2 separate regions of the Mus musculus genome follow, and region 1 is linked to region 2. The links are chromatin contacts, called in public HiChIP or PLAC-seq maps. All regions are on one chromosome and are shown on one strand. The core of a region is the stretch at or near the end of the contact, and the rest is flanking DNA. Distances in the headings are between cores, read along the strand shown.

Region 1 (5,998 bases), core at 2,027-4,526, 2.4 Mb before region 2:
ATGTTCCACCTTCTATTCTACCCTTTCCTATTGGCCTTAGGTTTTTGAATTGACAGGTGAAGCATCCATACAATACACAAGATAGTCTCTCTACAAATAATTGTTCTCACTGTGAGGTGTCAAGTTTATTTCTTTATTTTTAAAATGTCTTTTATTCTTTTTAGGAAAAATCTCAACACCATTCTTCTTCTTTAACATATATGGATGCTTTGCTACAGAGTATTTCTGTGTACCACGTGAATGCATGGTGCCCATGGAGGCCAGAAGAGGGCAGTAGATCACCCGGAACAAGAGTTACAGGTGATGATGCACCTCCATGAGGATGCTGGGAATGGGAGCCATGTCCTCTGCAAGAGCAGCCAGTGTTCTTAACATCATTCTTGCTCTCTTTTAGGAAAAAATCATAGAGACAACCGAAAGACTTTTAATTATGCAGTAACTTCCACTAAACATTTGCTCTGTTAGCTCTGTTCTCAGCACTGGTGATCTAACAGCCAAAAAGGAAAGGCAAAAATTACCGTCTTTCAGGATGGATGCTTAAACGTGATCGCTAAAGGGCAAAATACACGCCATTCTAGTGATAATATTGAAGAGACATAAAGTACAGAGGTGTGGATATAAAGTGGGTGTACAGAGTCTGGATGAAATGGTATAGAAGGGCTCCTCACACAGGTAACTTTGAACTCAGAGGTTCTCAGCCTTCCTAATGCTGCCACCCATTAAAACAGTTCCTCATGTTGTATATAGGCCCTCATGGTGACCCCCTAATCATAAAATAATTTTGTTGCTACTTCATAATTTTATTACTGTTACAAATCATAAATTAAATACCTGTGTTTTCTGATGGTCTTAGGTGACCCCTGTTACAGGGTCATTTGACAACCCCCCCTCCCCCCACCAAGGGCCATGACCCATAGGTTGAGAATAACTGTTTTAGACAAAAATATTTTAAAAATCATTATATTCCTATAAAAGGAGAAGAAAGAATTGTGTATGTTGGCACATTCCTTAATCCTATCATTGGAGAGGCCACAGGAGAACTGATATGTTTGTGAGATCATTTGGGCTACACAGTGAGTAGGCCAGCCAGGACTATATATAGCAAGACCACACTTCAAAAACAAAACAAAACAAAACAAAACAAAACAACCCAAGAGGCATTACATCATTCCTTAAATGAGCCACTTCTAGGTATAGTCCAAAAGAGTCTCACTATAGTTATGTCAATGTATTGGAGTTCAACATGATCATCATGATTGCCCTGCACTGTGCCTTTAATTGGTGAGAAAGTCGAAGGGGTGGCTTGTGGATGCAAGAGGAGCACAAATGATGCTTAAACTAATGCCAGGTGGGAGGACAAAAACCCAGCTGCCTTTCCAATTTCAATGCATACATGCAAATGAAAGCTAGACATACCCTGAAATTATTGTGATATGTAATTAGCAAAGGAAGTAACAGGAAACTTAAAGCAACTTGAAACAGAGAATGTAGAAGACATTTGTGAAAATTAAGGAAAGAGAGAGAGAGAGATCAACCATGTGAAGCAATAGAAAGACCTAGCATGGTCTTTTGCAAACATTTGGGAAAAAGAAGCAGAACAAGGCACGTGCATGTTTGTAGACTTGGGGGGGGGGGTGGTCTTACTGACTGAACTGTGCCCAGCCATCGAGCAGAAATCCCTAAGACATCGGAATGTGACCTTGTTCAGAAATCAGGTCATTGCAGACACCAGAGTCAAGATTGGGAGTGGCCTTCCCGATCTTCATGACCAGTGTCCTTATAAATAAGGGAAAACTGGACACATAAGCACGTAGGGAAAATATGTGAAAGCTAGAGTCATATTGCTACAAGGCAAGGAAGAGGTACCCTCAGAAGATGTGTGGTCCTGCCCTGGTTTGTCTTCTGGGCCCCAGATGCTCAGTAATTTTGTTTGAACCCTGTGTATAGAGATTATTACAACAATCCTAACAGCCTTCTGCAAGATGAATTATAGGCAAACAGGAAGAGTAGTTTTCTTCCAAGAACGGGTGTTTAACATCTGTATCAGTCTATGCCTGAGCTGCTGTAAATAGATCACACCTGTCTTTAATTATGTTGCATTTTTATTTCAGAAAAAATCACATAAAATCCCAGTACCTAACATATCGAGATGCTCTTGTGATCTGTGCCTGTAATATTAGCGACTGGTCTGTGAGAGTCACAGATGAAGAAACAGCCCCTTCTGGCAGCAAGAGTTGCAGCTCCTCTTCCTACAGATCGCCACAGGCCTGGGATAAAGTCCAGGCAGGCAGGGGTCAGGACACGTGCAGGTCTCCTACTGTCTCTTCTTCTTCCTTCTCCCCCTCCTTCTTTTATTTTACGTTATTATTATTATTTATTTTTTTGGTTTTTCACAGGCGGATTTCTGAGTTCCAGGCCAGCTGGTCTACAAAGTGAGTTCCAGGACTGCCAGGGCTACACAGAGAAATCCTACTGCCTCTTCTTGGTGCAGAGCCCAGTCTGGGACCCCGAGCCCCGCGAGAGCATGTGGGAGCATTTCGGTCACAGTCCCCGGGCGGCTCGTCATCCACCGAGTTACCCCCGCCCGTAGGTGGACTTTCAGTGTTTCTGATCTCAGCACGTCTTTCCTCCCTGGCACAGCCGGAGTGCGGCGGACACAGCCTGTAGGGTCCCGCCCGACGGGTTAAAGGGCTTTAGGCACTGGCTCGCCGAGGGTGACCTTGCGACCGCTCTCCGCTGGACCGGCTTTCCCGCCAGCCCCGCAGGACAGCCTGATGCGCCCTGGGGACGCGCCCGCGGACATCTACGTCCTCCTGCTCCGCCACCCCGCACATGCTCGCCTGGGGCGTGCGCTGCCAGGCACGCTCCGGGCTGAGACTTCCTCCCGGGAGGCTCCGTCCCAGCAGCCCGGAGATCTGAGCCCTGCTTCCGCCCCTCGAGCAACAGCCACCGAGCTGTACCGCTCCGGTCTGTAGACGCACAGCCCCCGGCGGGCTAAGCCTCGCCGGCCGTGGGCAGGAGGCAGCACTGGCCGCACTGAGCATGCTCGGCGGAGAGGGCGGGGCGCTCGGCGGAGAGGGCGGGGCGCTCGGCCGCGCGTCGGGAGGGCGCTCCTCAGGACGGCTCGGCGCCTCCGCGCCAGCCCGCCCGCCCGCCCGCCCGCACGTTCGCTCGCTCGCTCGCTCGCAGCCGCGCCCGCCGCAGGCTGCGCCCGGCCGCCCCGCCCCGCCCCGCCCCGCCCCCCGCCGCTCGTCCCCGCCGCGGCCGCGCCGCCCGCAGCCGCAGCCGCTGCTCCTCCCCGGCGGCCGCCCCCCGCGGGTCCCTCCCTGGCTGCGGGAGACGCGGAGGTAGAGGGAGGACGCCGCCGCCGCTGAGCCGCGCCGCCCGCACCCGAACCCTTCGCCTCGCCCTGCCGGTCCTCACTCTGTGGGAGGAACATGGGTGAGTCCTGCCGGCCGTCATCGCCTGACATTTTCTTTTCTCCCCCTCGGCGTGCTGCAGGGTGGCAGTGCATCTCTCCTGCAAACTTGCCGGGGTCCCCGGGTCCGCGAGGTGCGGGGCGGCGGCCCTCCCAGGGGGAAGGCGGGCGCACGAGGGCGGCCGGGCCGGCGGGGTCGCGCACGGGGTGGGGTCGGCGGCGGGCTCCGCGCTCGCCTCCCCTCCTCCACGCTTCCTGCCGGCACCGGGCCGCGCGGGGCGTCCCCGGGGCTGGGAGGCCGCGGTGCTGCAGGCTCGGTCCCACGGCGAGCCCGACCACTTGGCGGAACTTCCTTCCCGTGGGCGCGATCGCTCCCTCCCCGGCCTGCCGACGGCCGGCGCCGGTGCGGGGAGAGCCGGCAAGTAGTTTGGGAGGGCGATGGCCAGCCGAGTGCCGAGCGGACAGTCTCCAAGGTGGAGGTGGCGACTCGCCCGCCGCCGCCGTGGGCAGCGCGAGGCTGGCGGGAGCCGCTAGCTGTTGAATTAGTGTTGGGAGACTACGGCGTGCACAGTTCCGGTCCTCAAGCGGTTTTCTGGATTTCTCCTGTAGCTGGAAACTGTGCCCTGTAACACATTGTTAAGGAATTTACATGCTGCCTGTTCTGCCCCAGCTGCCCCTGCCTAAATCTGTATAATCTGATTCTAGTTCCATTGTACTTATAGTTAATCCTAAAAGAATGGATACTTCAATGCAAATGTTTTATAAAACTGTTTATGTTTGAACGTGAGATTCTCCTCAGATATTGCCTACCTGTGCATAATTACAAAAGCACCGGATACAAATCTCTTCTGTAATTAAGGGCGAAAAGTTTCCTTTGATAGTAACAACTTAGATCATCTGTCCAGTACACGTTCCCCAGTTTGCTTCTATTCCATAATTTGCGTCTATCGTAATTTCCCCTTTTAAAAACTGGCTTCTTCGGCGTCCCTCCACACGGACTTTGCCCACTCCTTCTGGGCAAGTTATTTATGAGTGTGGTCCTTTCATCTGTCAACACAGTGCTCAATGCTTAGAGTTAGATCATGGCAATACAGAACCCTCCAGGAAGTATCAGAATCCTAGAAATGATGTGGTAGCCTTTCCCGGAAGACCAAATACTCTTAGCTTTGAGTCAGATCTTTGTCATTTAGTAGGAAGAGGACCGTTGGGGGAGAAGGAGGTGGTTTTAATGAAACAAAGCAGAACAAAACACCCATGCCCCTGAATTTTATTTTCACTTGTTTGTCTTCCAAGTGAGTATCACTGACAGTCGGAACATTTCTATAAAAAAAAAAAAAAAAATCGGTATCCCATTTGTTCGTCCCTTTATAGAATTTTAAAAGAATACTAATCCAGATTACAGATTAAAATCTGCGTGTTGGAAAGTTTTTAATTACACTTACAGGTTTGGTGTAGAAACAAGTCTCAGTTTTTTAAAGGTGAGATTTAGTTAAAGCTCATTTTAACTAAACGTTCAAAATGTTGAATCGGTATTTTTCCCCCAGTGGGGGTGGATATCCAAGGTCTGTTGTTGCAAATTAGGGAATAAAAATACCTAAAACAGATTAAGTTACTTAATAATCTTGCAAATCTTGAATGCTGATGGGTGATTTAAAAGGGGGGGGGGAGAGTCAAATACAAACCCACTTTATTTTGAAGCTTCTCAGAAACTCTTGTTTATGTTCCCTCCTGTTAGCACTTGGGGTACCTTGTTAGAAGTTTTGTTGTTTTGTTTAAATAGCACCCACATAATGTCTAATGGAGTTATTTGCATATCTAGTTGTTTTGAGCATTTAACTTTATGTTCAAGAAGATGACATTTTATGTCTTAAGTTTTGTGTCTTTTGTGAGAGTTTTCACATAGTAGGTGTTCAATAAAATTTGGCCAAATTATTCTTTACACTGGCATGTACTTTCTGCTCTTGAACTTGAAACGTAGGCCCTAAACGTTGGCGTGAATTGGTAGACATGGAAGTATAGAAAATGTCTTGCTGTAAGGCCTTTCACTAAACACTGGTTACATTATTGCAGGGTGTGGGTTTTGAAGGCAACCTTAGGTATATAGTTTCCTTCTATAATGCTGTTTGCAGTGATTAAGATGTCTTTGTATGATCGAGAGGTATATACAATAATAAAACATTAAAACCTTGGAAGATAATTTTATATCTGAGCCACAGAAGTTAAGACAACTCCTAAGATATACTAATTAATGGTGGGGGAAGGGATTATTTTTTAACTGTCTTTTAAAGAAATCAATAAGGTGCATTTTATTTATTTTAGGTAGTCTGCTTTGTTTTTGTTGTCTTGGGTAGCAAACCCCAGAGCCTTGTGCATATTTGAGTCCCAGCTGGAACCCTTAAAGGGTATTTTTATGGCAATAGCTTTTCTCCATAAGAAAATGAAGAATATTTTCTATATAACCTCACAGATCCCAGCTGTGACTTTAATTACTATAAGTGTATATGTTATTGCAACCCAATATTGATCAAAACTCCATCCTATGGAGTGTACGGTGGGGAGGCAAGAATGAGTGATACAAAC
Region 2 (5,899 bases), core at 847-3,346:
ATACTGTTTCTGATCACACACACACACACACACACACACACACACACACACACACACACACACACACACACACACCGCCCCCATCACTCCTTCCAGTTTCAGAGGCCCGCTCTGCACAGGCTAGTGCCCATCTCAGCTTTGCTCAGAACCCTGACCCCAAGAATAAGTGTCACTACTTAATCCTTTCGAATCTGCAGTTCCTCTTCCCCGTTCCACATTGGAATACAGTGAGGATGGTGGGGATAGAAAGGGCAACCACGTTGTCCCCTTCCTCACCCCACGAATCCCCCTGGCTTCTCCTAGCCAGCAACCCAGAGCCATCCCTGCCAGTTATACACATACAAATCACCCCTAGCAATAAAGACAACCAAATAGCCCGTAACCAAGGGGGTGCTAGGAGCTTGGGGGAAGGGAGCACGGTGAGCTTCCCACCCTAAAGGTGTGCACCAGCGGGGAACCCTTTAAGAGCAATGACAGGTCGGCGGCAGTCAGCCGTGGGTGGCAAGGGAGGTCGACAGAGGATCGCCACCGCTCGCGTCGCTCCAGGCCTGCGGGGAAATCCCGGGGCGGCAGCGGGGGCTCCGGTCGTCCCCCGCCTGGAGCTGCCCCCACGCGGCCCCGGTCCCCCCGCCCCCGCGGCGCGCGGCAGCCGGAGCTGGGCTCCCCCCACGCTCTCCCGCTCTCTCGCGAGTCCTGTGCAGGCCCTTCCCGCGGAGGGGGAGGGGGCGCCCAGGGAACTGCTGCAATGGAGCGCCTGGAGCAATGTGCCGGGGCGAGCCAGTCCGCGGCAAGCCATGGCCACATTAAAATGCCCTATTAATTTTTTAAAAGCCATAAATCACCTCCCCTCCCTCTACAAAGAGCAAACCATAAACCCGATCCCATGCAAGCCCGCGAGCAGCCACCCACTTCCTATTTCTGTCACAGCAGCTACACCCTGCCAGCAGTCACCCCCCCCCCCGGGCGCCCCCTCCCGCCACCGCCACCCCCGCCACCGCCTCCCAGCCACTCAGCCATTTGCCAACTGCTGCCCCCCGTCCACGAAAACAAACAAATAAATACATAAATAAAAATAAATGCCCCGATTAGGGCCGGGTGGGCGGTGTGGGGGCAGGGCGCGGCGAAGGAAGGGATCGCCTCTTGCAGGAGATCCTAGAAGGTCCCCGGCGCTAGCCGGAGAGGGACGACCGGGGCGGGGGAGGGGAGGACAGTCGCCTGCGGCACTCGGTGCACCCCGGGCCGACGCGGCGCTGCGCTTACCTTTCACCACCCTGTCGGTCGTCGACAACTTGGGATCAATCGCCTTGGGCTCGGACATCTCCAGCCACCGGGAGGGGGGGACAGCGACGCGCTGCTCGTCCCGTCCGACTGCACACCCCGACCGCACCGGCGGGCCAGACACTCAGCGCCGCCGCCGCCGCGCTGCAAACCGCTCGGCTGGAGCTCTGGGCTCTGGGCTGGCTCGAAAGTTACTGCCGGCTCCGCGCGTCCCTCCTCCGCCGCCGCCGCCTTCACTCCTCCTCCGCCGCCGCCAGCCCCGCCGCCTCGCTCCGGGCTGCGCGTGTGTGCTGGTTATTTATTTATTTTCTGAGCACGCCTCCCGGTTCTTCTTTTATTCTTGGGGACGGGGCGGGGGATGGGGAGGAGAAGCACACGCGAGCACCCACCCCGGCACCGACACCGGGCGCCGCGCAATGGAGCCCCCACGCGCGCACACGGTCGGGATTAAGACCGATCACATGGGGAGGGCCGGGGGCGAGGGAGGAGAGGCAGGGCCGCGGATGTCAGCGCCGCCAGCCGCGCCTCGGCTTCCCGGTGCTGGAGAGGCGGCTGCCGCTGCGGCCGCCGCTGCTTCCCCACGCCGATTGTCGCCGGGCGCCGCCGGGGCCGCGGCAGCCGTAGACGTCCCGCCGCCGCGCTCGTCCGCGATCCTCCTCTGCCTCGCGGCGCCGCTGCTTCTCCACGCACAGGCAACAGCCGCTGAGCTCGGTGGACACAGTCCGGGGCACAACCTCGCCTCCGCCGCCGCGCCGGCCGCCGCCACCACCGCGCCCGCCTCCGCCTCCTCCCCTTCCTCCTCACCGCCCCCGCCTCCAGCGCCCTGGCCACCTCCTCCTCGGGGTCCGCCTTAGGGCCCGCCCCACGTTGCACCTCGCAAGCTCATTGGCTGGAGAGCGCGTCCCTCATCGCTAAGGCGGTGGTCTGGGTGACCGCCCCGCCCCCTGCTCTGTTTTCTTCAGGGTGCCAGTCAGTCCCGTGGGCCTGCTGCCTCCACCGCCCTGTGACCGCTCAAGTGTCACTGGAGTGGGCAGGGAGGAGGGAGGCTGGACTGGGAGTAGGGGCCGGGAGGAGCTGGGCTGCTGCGTGCCCCCGCGCCTGCCCACTCCCGAAGTCCTGCACACACTCCCGGGTGGGTCTCGGCCGCTCCGAGTGTGTGAGTGGCCCGCAGTAGTGAGTTCGGAGACCGAGGAAGGAGGAGCGCCGGACGCTCCCGGCCGCGGCGCAGCTGCTGTCGCTGCCGCAGCTGTCCAGGGAGGATCGCCAAGGAAGGCGACGAGTAAACAGCTTACCTTGGGGAGGCAGCTCTGCCTGAGCTAGGTGGACGGGGATTACTGATGGTGGGGTGGTTAGGACGCGTGCACAACTTCACGGGAAGAAACGAAAGTGTGTTTGGGGCGCTGCGGGACGCGGTGGCTGGCTGGCTAGCTATCCAAGGTGGATGGGAACAGACTGGAGCCTATGCGACCCTGGCTGTGCTCAGTGACCCTGGATGCCCTAGGAGATAAGAGGAGTCAGAAAGACTCGGGAGAGGTCGCCTTTTCCCTGTTCACAGGAGCTAGCAGTCACTGGTGGCGATAGGTGACACTAAATTTCTTCCTGTTCCTTCCAGTCAGTCACTCAGTGATCAAGATGCATGTAGGGCCTTGGCTTGTTGCAGTTTCTCACAAGTCCCTCATAAGAAGGAAAATAAGGGACCGTGTATGAAATGCTCTTCAAAATATCTTCTGCCTCCTGAGTTCCAGGACAGCTAGAGCTATACCGAGAAACCCTGCCTCGAAAAAACAAACAAACAAACAAACAAAATATCTTCTGGGCACAGCCCTCCCCCTGGCCTACCACAACCCCAAGGACCAGCAAGGAAATTATGAAGAGAGCTGAATAAATTTCTCACCCTTGTCCTTCCTGTTTTATTTTCAAATTCCTTCAGTATCAGGGTTTTCGTATTTCCTGAATTGGACTGTAAGCTTAATAAAGGGCCTACAAAAAGGTGTGGGAAGCTGCTGGAGGCACACTCCATTAGTCCCAGCATCTGGGAGGCAGAGGCAGGAGGAGCTCTGTAAGTTCCAGGCCAGTCTGGTCTACAGACTGAGTCCCAGGACAGCCAGGACTGTCTTGGGAGGGGGCGGGGGGGGGAGTTTAGGAAGCTAGGAGATGGAGCCAGGAGAACTGATCTGGCCACAGGGATTAGATGAAACTCAAGTCCAAAAAAATACAAATTTAATAGCAAATTGGTGGCTCTGGGGCATGACAACTAGGTAGCCTCAAGGATTTTAGGACAGAGGATGTGAGAAGGCTAGCCTGCCAGTCAAAAGGAGAGATGGAGTGGATGGTCACATCCCATCCGCAAAGGGAGGCTGCCCTCGTGGCCAGATTTCTGCTGCTAAATTTGCCACCTCTAGGGTCCTTGCTTTCAATAAGATCTATATAGCCCAGTGGAATTTTCAGGGAACATGAAATTATCTACAAGAGGACTCTGTAATCTCCTCAGTTAGGGGTTGTTGCAAACAGCCTCCTGGGCTAGAGCAGAGCTAGTTGCCAAGGCAGATTTGGGAAGCTGGTCCCTGGCCAGATGGCTGGAAGAGAGGGAAGGACGCCAAGACCTGTGGGTGAGCAGGGCCTGCTTCAGGAAAGACCAGGAAACCTTATCTGGGGATCCTCACTTTGAAAGCCAAGACTCCCTCACCCCCACGCTGCTCACAGATGCAACTGTTATTTAGAGTAGCTCTCCCCTGGGCATAGGAAAGGCATCCTTGAGCTAGGATCAGGGGCTGAAATTATCAAACACATTGAAAAGTTTGATAATAGAAATAGGAACTAAAGGTAGACCTTTCAGAAACACCCTTCAGTCCATCCCAAGTCCACATAAGGTGTGTGTGGGGGGGGGGAGGGGGTGACAAATAGTAATCACTTTGCACAGCACATCTTTCTATCATCAAATACTTTTAGTGTGTGTGTGTGTGTGTGCGCGCGTGTGTTTCCCTAAGCACTGTAATGTAGATGCATATTAAGTAAAGTTGGATTCTTAAGTACTATACAGGACAATGCCAACCAAGGAATAGCTAGGTCCAGACACCCGGCCTAGTCAACCAGATAGCCAGTCATCCCTTCCAATGGCCAGCTCTCTGCTATAGCTGTCCCTTTCCTTTTCTCCTTAAATCCTGTTAGAGTTCCCAAACAGCTCTTGACTATATTCAAACTGACAAAGATTAGCTTACATTTGGAACTCACATTTTCACTGTGACAGGTTCAGTTTTCAGGAGCTGACTTTGGAAATGTCCTTTGCTTATGAAGAGAAAGTAAAGATTTTTTAAAAAGTCATAAAAGACAACATTTCATACACTACAAAAAATAATACACTTTTCCTTCCTTTGTTTAATTATCTCTAGGAAGCAGCTTTCCTGTTTGGAATTCCCTTTCACAGCCCAACCATAATGAGTCCATGCGATTAGTTCTTGGTATTGATAATCTGGGCCAAGCTGTCTGTGACATGCCAGCAGAGTGATGGAGCAATGATACGCACCCTTCCATCTGTAAGCTTCTTCAGCTGAATACAGAGCTTTCTAAGACCCTGCTATAGACAGAGTATCAAATAGCGACAAGTCTTATTATGACAACATCAAGAACTGTTGATCACCTCCTTAGAAAGACTGCATGAGGCTTTAAATAAAAAAAAAATAGTCATTTCTGTGTTAGTCGCTAAGATTTATCGATGTATCCATTAGGAAATTAATATACAGCCATTGCTTATTTTATTCCAAAGTAAACTGTGTACTAAGATACAGAAGTGCTACCTCAGTGTTATGTAAGAGACTAAAAACATTCACACCTGTCTTAATACATGAACATCTAATCTTCATTTCTGTAAACAAACAATTCATGTACCAGTTATGTTTTGAGCAACTGTGCAAAGTACTGGCTCATTTCTCAACAAATGTGAAGAATAAAGGATTCAGTCAGATAATTCCCTTTAGTCTTGATGCATAGGTCTTACAGATAAGTTATCCTTGCAAGGATCAATGTGTAAGGCGCTGCTCCCACAAAGAGTTATGTACTGGAAGATTGATGGAGTGTCTTAGTTAGGGTTTTACTGCTGTGCACAGACACCATGACCAAGGCAACTTTCAAATGGACAATATTTAATCGGGGCTGTCTTACAGGTTCAGAGATTCAGTCCATTGTCATCAAGGTGGGAACATGACGGCATCCAGGCAGGCATGTTACAGCTGGAGCTGAGAGTTCTATATCTTCATCTGAAGGCTTCTAGCAGAATACTGGCTTCCAGGCAGCTAGAATGAGGGTCTTAAAACCCACACCCACAGTAACACTTCCTCCAACAAGGCCACACCTACTCTAACAGGGCCATACCTTCTAATAGTGCCACTCACTGGGTCAAGCATACACAAACCATCACATGGAGGGGATGTTGGGGTGCAGATTTGGGGGTTTGTAATCCACAGTACTGAAGTGATTTGCACAATTTTCACATCATAGATAGTGAAAAACAACTTGTACTTTTTATGTGAACATTATGTGCTGGCACATAATTTTGTGGTTTTTGTCAACTTAATACAAGCTAGGGTGATATGAAAAGAAGGAAGCTTAATTGAGAAAGTGTCTC

The links. HiChIP or PLAC-seq counts read pairs in DNA pulled down with a chosen protein or histone mark.
Region 1: a contact with region 2 is called in an H3K27ac HiChIP or PLAC-seq map of thymic regulatory T cells, with 8 times the contacts expected there. The contact joins the promoter of Rap1gds1 here to the promoter of Ppp3ca in region 2. A contact is called at or near these places in 1 of 39 promoter capture datasets (liver), 2 of 115 datasets of contacts at active chromatin or transcription factors (astrocytes and thymic regulatory T cells) and 1 of 9 other capture datasets (liver).

What each region holds. Positions count from the first base shown.
Region 1 is chr3:139,072,479-139,078,476 of GRCm38.p6, reverse strand. Rap1gds1 (RAP1, GTP-GDP dissociation stimulator 1) reads left to right here and starts at 3,276. Exons shown (of 15, transcript NM_001040690.2): 1 at 3,276-3,441. The coding sequence starts at 3,438.
Region 2 is chr3:136,666,263-136,672,161 of GRCm38.p6, reverse strand. It overlaps Ppp3ca (protein phosphatase 3, catalytic subunit, alpha isoform), which reads right to left and starts at 2,096. Exons shown (of 14, transcript NM_008913.5): 1 at 1,261-2,096. The coding sequence starts at 1,318.